Linked DNA regions of Sus scrofa: region 2 is linked to region 1. A link is a contact called in public promoter capture Hi-C data. All regions are on one chromosome and are shown on one strand. The core of a region is the stretch at or near the end of the contact, and the rest is flanking DNA. Distances in the headings are between cores, read along the strand shown. Region 1 has its middle 47 kb from the start of SLC30A10. Region 2 has its middle 17 kb from the start of SLC30A10.

The links. Promoter capture Hi-C pulls out the DNA fragments that hold promoters and counts their contacts.
Region 2: a contact with region 1 is called in a promoter capture Hi-C map of fetal liver, with 4 times the contacts expected there. The contact joins two enhancer-like sites. A contact is called at or near these places in 2 of 5 promoter capture datasets (fetal liver and liver), 25 of 47 Hi-C or Micro-C datasets (alveolar macrophages, brain, embryonic fibroblasts and 11 more) and 1 of 2 datasets of contacts at active chromatin or transcription factors (skeletal muscle).

Annotation. Positions count from the first base shown.
Region 1 is chr10:9,495,966-9,501,086 of Sscrofa11.1, forward strand. No RefSeq gene overlaps it. Among named protein-coding and RNA genes, the nearest start is that of SLC30A10, 47 kb to the right of the region's middle. Within about 2 kb of position 2,521, at least 10 of the 83 cell types and tissues checked have an H3K27ac peak or open chromatin away from gene starts, as enhancers often do. A contact at or near this core is called in fetal liver, where this site is marked.
Region 2 is chr10:9,560,305-9,565,425 of Sscrofa11.1, forward strand. No RefSeq gene overlaps it. Among named protein-coding and RNA genes, the nearest start is that of SLC30A10, 17 kb to the left of the region's middle. Within about 2 kb of position 2,312, at least 16 of the 83 cell types and tissues checked have an H3K27ac peak or open chromatin away from gene starts, as enhancers often do. A contact at or near this core is called in fetal liver, where this site is marked.

The DNA.
Region 1 (5,121 bases), core at 1,271-3,770:
TGATTTACATGTGGCTGTCCAGGTTTCCCAGCACCACTTGCTAAAAACCATCTTTTTCCCATTTTATATTCTTGCCTCCTTTGTCAAAGATTAATTGACCGTAGGTATCTGGGTTTATTTCTGGGTTCTTTATTCTGTTCCATTGGTCTGTCTGTCTGTTTTGGTACCAGTACCACACTGTCTTGATGACTGTGGCTTTGTCATATTGCCTGAAGTCTGGGAGTGTTATGCCTCCTGCTTGGTTTTTGTTCCTCAGGCAATTCTGGGCCTTTTTTGGTTCCATATACATTTTTGGATTGTTGGTTGTAGTTCTGTGGAAAATGTCATGCGTAACTTGATAGGGATTGTGTTGAATCTGTGGACTGCTCAATTCAACACCTTTTTAACGGGACTCTTATCGCGCTGGAATCTCACATTCGAGGTCACCGAGTCTGACTGTGATTATCCCCAGTATTTGCTTTGGCAAAGCCTTGGTTGTGAGGTTCACTTAGTAATGTATCATCAAAGGAGTTGTGTGTTTATTTATTTATTTAATCAAGCAAAGCTGGCTTCACGCTTCACAGTAAAGATCATAAGCCCTGTCATATCCACGAAGGCTGGACCCGGGGTTCGGATATCTCTGCGTCACCCCCACACACCCCACCACCACCTCCAGGACACAGCACAGTATTTTTCAGAGTCAGGTACTCAGTTAATGAGAGATTGAATCAATGCGTCTCTGTTTATAATGAAAAGGAACAATTCATATCATATCGTCATCGTAGTTGTTTAATAAGCAGATAAAAGTCCAGAGTAAATCTGTGTCCTACAGGTGGGCTGGTGCAGGTTACCTGGAACGCTGCCTTAAGAGGGTTTTTTGTTTGGTTTTGGCGTTTTGTGTGGTTTTTTGTTTTTTGGTTTTGGTTTTGGTTTTTGCTTTTTTTTTTTAGGGCTGTACCTGCAGCATATGGAAGTTCCCTGGCTAGGGGTCGAATCAGAGCTATAGCTGCCGGCGTCCACCACAGCCACAGCAACGCAGGATCCGAGCCGCATCTAGTATGTACACCACAGCTCATGGAAACGCTGGATCCTTAACCCACTGAGCGAGGTCAGGGATCAAACCTGCATCCTCATGGATACCAATCGGGCTCTTAACCCATTGAGCCACAGTGGGAACTCCCTATCATAATGCTTCTTATAAAAATGATAGGAAGTTGTTTTCTAATATGGCATTAAATTATTTTTTTCTCTGACTTATGTAGAAATAGAAAATAAGGAACTTGCAAGGCAGCCGTCACTGCTGTTAATCAAGCACCTTCGAATATGACACAGATTTATTACGCATAGCGAGATTTCTTCCACGATGAGTTGTAGCCAGTTCTTAAAGGAATTTGCTAGACTCTGATCCTTGAGACTTTTCTATTAGTCTATAGTTGATTTACTATATTGTATAAATATTACAGCAAAGTGATTCAGTTATACCATATGTTTTTTACAATTTTTTACAATTGTTTTTTACAATTATAGGATATTACAAAGTATTGAGTATAGCTCTCTGTGCTGTGTAGTAAAGCTTGTAGTTTACCTATTTTATATATAGTAGCGGGTATCTGTTAATTCCATACTCCTAATTTATCCCTAATTTATTCCATGCTCCTAATTAATCCCATACTCTTAATTTATCTCACAGGATAACTTAGGAGTATGGATTTTAACTCCTGATAAATGCAATGATGAAGATGTCCCAGTTATACCAAAATGAAATAAAAATCCTAAATCCGGTATAAACCGAGTTTCCTGATTTAAAGCAAAGACATAAGTGAATTTAAGCTCTTGGTTTTTATCAAGATCATTCTCTCTCTGGCCCTGTCTTCTTGCCCAGCTACAGTTAAAAGGTTTCTGGGTTTCTGATTTTGTTAAAACCAGGAAAGCTTGAGGTATGGAAGAAAAATAAAAGCCAACAAAACACAATTACATGGAAAAAGGGGGGGGGGTTCCCCGTCGTGGCTCAGTGGTTAACAAACCCAACTAGCATCCATGAGGACGTGGGTTCGCTCCCTGGCCTTGATCAGTGGGTTAAGGATCCCAAGTTGCCGTGAGCTGTGGTGTAGGTCAGGACACAGCCCGGATCCTGTGTGGCTGTAGGGTAGGCCAGCAGTTGTAGCTCCAATTCGACCCCTAGCCTGGGAACCTCCATGTGCTGCAGGTGCAGCCCTCAAAAGAGAAAAGATAAAATAATAAAACAAGTCAATAATTAAAAAGTATCGGTATGAATTCTAAGGGCTGCAGAACATGAGGCAGCGCTTCCTCCCTGTCCTAAACCCCGCAAGGCCTGACAGTGCCGCATTTCAGAAGGCCAGCTGCTGGAGGCTAAGGGCTGAAATCTGGTCACGTTCGGGGCATTGGCGGTGTTGGGCTCTGGAAGCAGCCGTGTTTGCTCCGTGGAGGTTAATATTAAACCCGACGCTCTCAGGAGATGCCTTCTCTAATCTGCTTACGTCCACTTTATCTCAGAGAAAAAGGCAGCAGTTTGAAATGTGAAGGATAATGACTGCTGGAAATGACCGCACAAGCTGAAAGACTATCCAGACAGAGATAACCTCACCACTCGGCAGGTTCTTTATTTTTTTATGAGACTAGTGCCATTGTTATATAACTTTATTATTTTATGGTCCTTTGAACCCCAAGACCTCCCCCTCCCTTCTTACATGAACCCATTAAACCCTGCCAACATCACTGAATCGGTGGCAAGCTTTCTTTCTGTTTTTTTTTCATTGTGCACTTGTGATCGATTGGGCGAAACTGCTTATTCACCGGTGGTCACTGAGTTCACTGGGGAAATGGACTGGGTGGCAACTAAGTCATGTAATATCTAGAAATCTAGGAATGGCAGGCACCAGGAAAAAAAAAAAAAAGCCACTCCCTGTTAACTGGGTCAGGACTAGAGCAAGGCAAGAAAGGCATTGAGCGGGTGTCTGGTGGGGTCGGGGGGGATGTGCAGAACTTAAAGAGGAATCCAAAACTTAGAAATCAAGAGAGACACTATTTTGATGCGATTTTTAAAATTACACCAGAAATTAATGCAAAAAAAAAAAAAATCCATGGTAAGCACACCGTCGATAAGGTACACACAGAATTGAAGCCTACACTTAACAATTCAGCCCCATCTCGCCCTAACCCTGGCGTTTCTGTACTGACTCAGTGACCCCAGAAATTCCACACTTCAGGAGCCCCCCTTTTTACAGCACTATCTACAATTAAAAAGCAAATCTCCCAGAGGGAGCCGCATATTAAATCTCAGCAAATATGTCCTACTGTTAATTAGTCTACTGCAATGCCTTCCAAAAAACAGACGGGGGAGGCTGGAAAGAAAACCAAACACAACCACTGTTGGGTCCTCAGCAGACGGTAAGTGGGACAGCAGTGAGTGAAAGGCAATTCTGCTGCTGATAGTCCAAGACTAAAGCCAACAGGAGCAGTTTTTGACTTGAGGTTTAGATCTCGTTTGTTGTGTATTCTAGATCCTGGACATCAGGGGGCGCTGCAAAGCCATAGACGAAGGCTCGGAGTTCATTTCTACTTGCAAAATTCGCCAGGATCTGCTGCAGCCCAGAGGAGAAAAGAAAAAATTTTTCTCAACAGACACATCCGGCATTGATAGATTGTGCAGCTACTGTGCGTTATCTAACTACAGGGGATTTGTAAAAACTCCTTCAATTCAAGAAGACCTGTAGAAACTTTCTTTGGGCCGCAGAGTAAATACTATGCAAAGCTAGAATAAAAATATTGGATAATAACAATAATAAAGCTATGAATTTTCTCCATCACAGCCATCATTTGCAAACAATGTAGTGTTAAGATTAGATTCAGTATGTTATGTAAATCTGAACTCCCTTAAAATTTTAAAAGTGCTTATTTTTAGTTAGATACTCAATAGACTTCCTTAACCAACAGTAGATAGTATCTCTGGCCGCCGATGCCAAAAATGTACAACAAATAAGAAATTCGTCAAAACAGCTTCAGCGAGATTCCCCCTCTACTTCTAGATACATATTCTCCCTCCAAACAAAGTGATTGTTTATTTTATTTATTTTTGACTAAGTCCAATAAAACAAGTCTATATTTTAAAATATCAAATAACCTCTTCATTGCATCTGTGGGGATTTTTCTCCTTTTCAAAGTGTCTAGAGATGAAAGAACAAGGGATTCACTTCTCAGCCTTTTCTCTTTTCATTTTGCCCAGTCCTACCCCCCACCACCACCCCAAACCAAACGCAAATGTACAAAGAATATATAAAATGTAGATATTTGAAAACCAAAGACTAATTTTAAAGCTGTGATGCTTAAATGGAAGGGGGGGGCATTTTCCTGGAAGAGCTTAAAATGGTTAAATCAGCGCTGGGAAGCTCATGGACTGTCTCTGCAGTGAGAGAAATGGGTAGAAGCAGTTAATCCCAAGAGGAATACAATCCACAGTGGTAATGAAGAAAGCAGAGAACTTAACCTGCACATTTATAATCTTATAAAACTAACCTTTAGACACAGTGTGGTGTGTGCATAAAATAAGGCTTCACATCAGAAAGTTGCAAAATATGAGCACAAGTTCAGAGGAAAAAGAGTCAGTTTCTTCCGTAGTGAGAGAAATTAACTTCCGTGTCTATGTTTTCTCTCTAGTTGGCTTAAGGAATTGGAGGCAAAATGTGTGCATAATATACAGTTTTCCCTGGGTTATAAGTTGTGTGAACCTCAGCTAATGAAAATGAAAATAAGGTACTTAACAAAATATTAACAAGTGTAATACTCTAAGAGGTAAACTGGTTTAAGCATAGGTTATCAAACTTTCAGAAAAATAATTTCTTAGAAAATAATTTCATGGGAGCAGGAGAGACATCATTAAATTTAAAATTTGAGAAAAACTTAAACAGTTTTTAATGTTGATTACTGAATCACCTCTTCTGCTTTCCTTATTCTAGAAACTTCACTGGTCTCATATTGCTGCATACTACACTTTATCCATATCAGAAAAATTACTAAACTCTAATGCTTTTATCCAAATGTTTTTCTCTTTGTTTTTACACTATGTGTTGATAAACATGAAGGAATTTCTGAACAAATTCGAGCTCTATGTAGATGCATAAAATA
Region 2 (5,121 bases), core at 1,062-3,561, 64 kb after region 1:
GAACTCCACAAATATATTCTTTATATCTTGTAAGCATCTGACCAAAAGAAAACAAAAATAACAAGCTTACTTTTAGCTACAGTTACCTTGAAAATTAAGCCTCTTAATAAGGAAAATGGGAGCCTCTCCCTAGATAGAACTGTAGGAAAATGTTTAAAAGGCAAATCCTTTTATGGCAGAAAAGAGGTGTAGAAATGCAAAATCTTGGCTCTAACATTAATTTGGGGTTAACTATAAAACATGCGGTGGCTGGGCTTCTCCGTTTGTAACTTGGAATGTCACCTGGATATGTTAGCTACATTTGCATTATTTTAGCAACATGTTAATAATATTACGACACTTTAAAACATACGATTTTTAACAGCTGAAAAATATACATAATGCTTTTCTACAATGTGCTTTCTTCAACACTGAAAGATGAAGAATGTAACATCTACAAGAGCCCTTTGAAAAATGATGCATCATGAAGGTTAAGGATCTGGCATTGTCACTGCAGTGGTTCAAGTCACTGCTGTGGCGCAAGTTCGGTTCCTGCCCTGGGAACTTCTGCTTGCCACGGGCATGACAAAGGAAGAAAGGAAGAAAGGGAGGAAGGGAGGGAGGGAGGGAGGAAGAAAAGCACAGAGATTCTTTAAAATAGGTGTAGTGAGGGAGTTCCTGTTGTGGCTCAGTGGTTAGCGAACCCAACTAGTATCCATGAGGATGTGGGTTCGATCCTTGGCTTCGCTCAATGGGTTAAGGATCCAGCATTGCTGTGAGCTGTGGTGTAGGTCACAGATGCGGCTCGGATCCTGCGTTGCTGTGGCTGTGGTGTAGGCTGGCAGCTGTAGCTCCAATTCGACGCTTGGCCTGAGAACTCCCATACACCTTGAGTGCGGCCCTAAAAAGCAAAAAAAAAAAAAAAAAAAAAAAAAAAAAAAAAAAAAAAGAAAAGAAAAAGGCACACTGATCTCTGAGATGAAGCTCCAGATGCTTAAGTGCCTTCTCCAGTATTAGACCCAGTGGCTGAGGGAAGACGTTCCAAACATGTATTCCCCAATTACACACAGGCCCATGCTCCTGATTCACCCCACGCAAGATACTGCTAAGCTGCCATCAGGAAGACATGCGTTTTGTGAGGTTTTGCAGGAATGGCAATACGTCTGAATTCTGTTATTACTACATGACCAACAGTAAACCATCCTGAGCGTTGGCCTGGGATGAGATTGGCTGCCGGTCCCAGGACGGGTCCCCAAGGGATTCTTACTAACGTTTCCTTTCCCCGTGTTCCTCCAGCTCTTGGACCGTCACAACCAACCAGCGCCACCAAGTGCCACGTTGAGCGGGGCGTACGCACCGTACCCTCCATCCCCACAACATCCTTATTAGGAGGTAATCACCCACTTTACAGACCCAGGTGAAGTAACTTTCTGCAGATCATTTAGCCACCAGAATTAGGATTCAATTTACGGTGAATTAACTCGCACTTTTCGACGTGCCATTTGCCGTTTATTGCCAAATTTTCACTGTTCAGGACTTTTTTTCCTTCCTTTGGTCAAGCCAAGAAGGGTTTCTAATTAAAGGCCTCGATTCAAACTTTGGATCCTTTGTCCTCTCCCATTAACTAGTGGCAGGACTGTGGTCCTGACTCCCAGTTTCTGTTTTCTTATCTGATTAAAAGAAGAAGAAGAAGAAGAAGAAGAAGAAGAAGAAGAAGAAACAAAGAAAGAAATAGCAAGTATCCTCTTTCCCTGATGTTTCAGAAAACATGTATGTGATGTGCCGCTCTGATTACTCCCAGGGCTCAACCACTCACAGATGTCCAGAACTACTTGGTTTTATTAAAATTCAACTCAGGTGTCGGTGGCCTCTGCGTAGTGGAAGAAAGTGGCTGAGGACAGGAGCTGGTTTCTTTTTCTTCAGCTGAATTTGATCTCACTGCAGTGAAACGGCACCTGCTTTTTCAGCCTTACTCCTTTCGGTAACTGGCCCAGACAGAACCTGGTCCCTGGGCAGCAGGGAGGTGGGTGCAGAGAGGGCTCAGGGACGCTGGCGGAGCTTGCAGAAAGAGGCACAAGGGAATCCAGCCAGTGTCTGCTCTGGGGCAGCTGCTGTGATGTGTGAGAGGTGCGTGTGTGCTCACACTGAACGCTCACATGGAAGGTAATTGTTCACAACGTTTAGAAAACCACGGTGAGCCTCGGATATGGACAACCGGCCAAGGAACAGCCTCTGGGCAGGAAGCATCACGCCTCCTAAAACGATGTAATAATTACTGCAGATGCCCCATCATTGCAATCCCGCCTCGGAGGAGAAAGAGAACGCGGGGAGCAGTACCCAGGAGGCCGCAGTTTCCGATCCCAGACTCGGCGCCGGCTGCTGGGAGAGAGGCCGCCACCTCCCCCCGCCTCTCCTAAAACCCCCAGCGCCCCGCCTACCTCGCTAGTCCCGGGATAAAACTTGCTCTTAAAGGAAGGGAAACTCGATGTGCTGTCAGTGTCTGCAGAACTGTCCGTGTCAGAGGCTCCCATCCGCTACCGCACACGAACCGCCGGTGACAGCGGCCAGTCGGCAGCCCGCTTTCCTGACTTCCTGATTCCTGGGCGGGCACTGCCCCTAGCAGGTTGGCTGGGGAAACGTAATGCTGCAAAGGTGCTGGGGATTTCCGATGGACATGTTCTAAAATTAGGTTTTGATGATGGCTGTACGACTCAGAATTAAATTCACTGAATTATTAAAAAAAAAAAAGAAACTAATAGGTACTTTGCTATAAGTGGCCGAAAGACCACAACAGGATCAATGAGGCCAAAGGAAAAAAGGATGTAATTTTTCTTTGGGCACGAGTTTTTATCATAACTAGTCCTTATCCACCGTTATTTTCTATTTGCCTCGTAGAAATAATATAATATATATATCAAAAAATTGAAAGGGACAAATGTAGAAGGAAATAATTTTTAAAACAGATGTGAAGCAGAATTTTACTAAGGAATATAAAGAGTATATAAGAGAAAAAATAAAAAGCAAATATATAATAAAAATTAATGTAAATAGATTCACAGGGGAAGGCACTTTGTTTTTAAACAATTAAATAATAAGCAGGTATTTCAGATCTAAATATGTCATTTATAAATTATGCAACCAGCAAGCCTATCCTAGCCAGAGCTGCACAAAATCACCTTTGGTTTAAAACAAAAGACAACGTACAGCAAAGTATCTGTTCAAATACAAGCCAAGGGCAAAGAGAGTTCTGTTCGTGAAACTTTAAAGAAAACTCACGCCTGGAAAATAATCACAAATAAAAGGCAAGCAGAAAAGACAATGCGAAAGTCAAGGAAAATCTAAGAAGTAAACAAGAAGGAAAAAATACAAACAAAGCAAATTCTGTCCCAAAGTCCAAAGGAAGCGGGGAGTGTCCCCTATTTTCTATGATCTGCATCAACAGGTTGTGTTCACCGCTCTCTCCTTCCCCCAAACACATTTATATCTCTGCCCCCAAACTCATTCACATATAGAGCCGTCCAAAGTTTGGACTTTAAACCTACTTTTTTTTTTTTTTTTCCTTTCATGCTTACAGTTTTTGCTTCTTTCCCTTTGCTTTTTACTTTAGCCAAAAACATCTGTTCCACCACTGCCTTTTCCTGTCAGGGATGGACTCCCACAGGCTAGAAATTGATCTAAGGCTTCCAGACTCCCTGTCTCAGCTAAATCTTCCAAACATTCTTTTCTCCCAGGTGATTTTTTTTTTTTTTAATTTCTGACTCCTTCTGTCTGATTCTTCAATGGATCTTACTCCACGAATCCCAGAGATGTTTACAGTCTTAACAGTATATGTCATCTATTAGTGGAGCTGTTTTTTGCTTTTCTAAGATCTCAAACAGAATATAACTGGTACTAATTCCAACACCAGAGAAATAATGCAAAACATGTAAACAATCCCCAGAACCAGAAGAGACAGAAGGCTTGCTAAGTAATAAATTCTCCTTGGCCACAGACCACATCAAAAAAAAAAAAAAAAAAAAAAAAAAAAGGCATTACTGACTCTGATCCCCAAACCAGGAGGTACCACTGTTCTTTACAGGTACTTCAAAATCCATCAAGCTAGAATTCTAGATAGACAGAAAATTTTTATCCTAAATTTGGGTTGAATCTTTTGAAACCAAGAATATTTTCTTTCCTCACATTTTATACCTACTGGTATAAATCAATACATATGAATTAATCACATTTCTTCTTGGACTAGGAGACAGTTGGTTTGATGTCAGTGTATGAGATTTATTTAACTCAAATATTTACTCTTTAAGCTTATTTAGGTGATGGGACGGATATCAAAATGTAGGTTTTAGTGAAAGGAATAAATACAGAACTCAGGACACAAATACTAAGAAGCTAAGTAGTTAGCTTGGAGGGTTACTTGGAAATTACTTGGAGAGTTTAAAACTCTAAATACTAAGAAGCTAAGTAGTTAGCTTGGAGGGTTACTTGGAAATTACTTGGAGGGTTTAAAACTCTAAAACTTCTGATGGAAGAATCCAGCAAAACAAAAATAATAATTTAAACTAGAACATGAATCTTAAAGCATTTTCTACACGTGCATAGAACTTTCATAAAGGAGAACACTAGAGAGCATTGAACACTTTATGAAACTAAAACCATGGTTGTCTACCAATTTTTGTGTTGGCCAAAGAGTCAAACGCTTTGCCTAAATCACTTTTGCTATATCATATGTCAACAGCAAAGACAAAATTAGAATTAAAAGCCCAAGGTAAATTTAATAATAGTGACACTTCCATTGTCAATACTAACCATTTGTTTGATCAGCTTCCTTATCATAAATTTATATTCAGCAATAAATATATTTTTTCTCATACCAAACGTGAATTTTAGGATTCAGAACCTCACGTAGTAATTTTTACATGGTGACTGATGTAAAAAAAGGCATATGATCTCCCATTAATTAATTATTGTCTCTTACAAAAGATGAGGCCCCGATTAATTAAATCAAATAAAGATACAGACTCTAGTGTCTTGTCTGTTCCCTTTTATACTTAATACCCACTGTAGCTGCTCTCATCATGTACATTCTACCAACAGGACAGTTTAGGGAGAGATCATATAAAGGACTGTCCCCAGCTGACCAAGTTC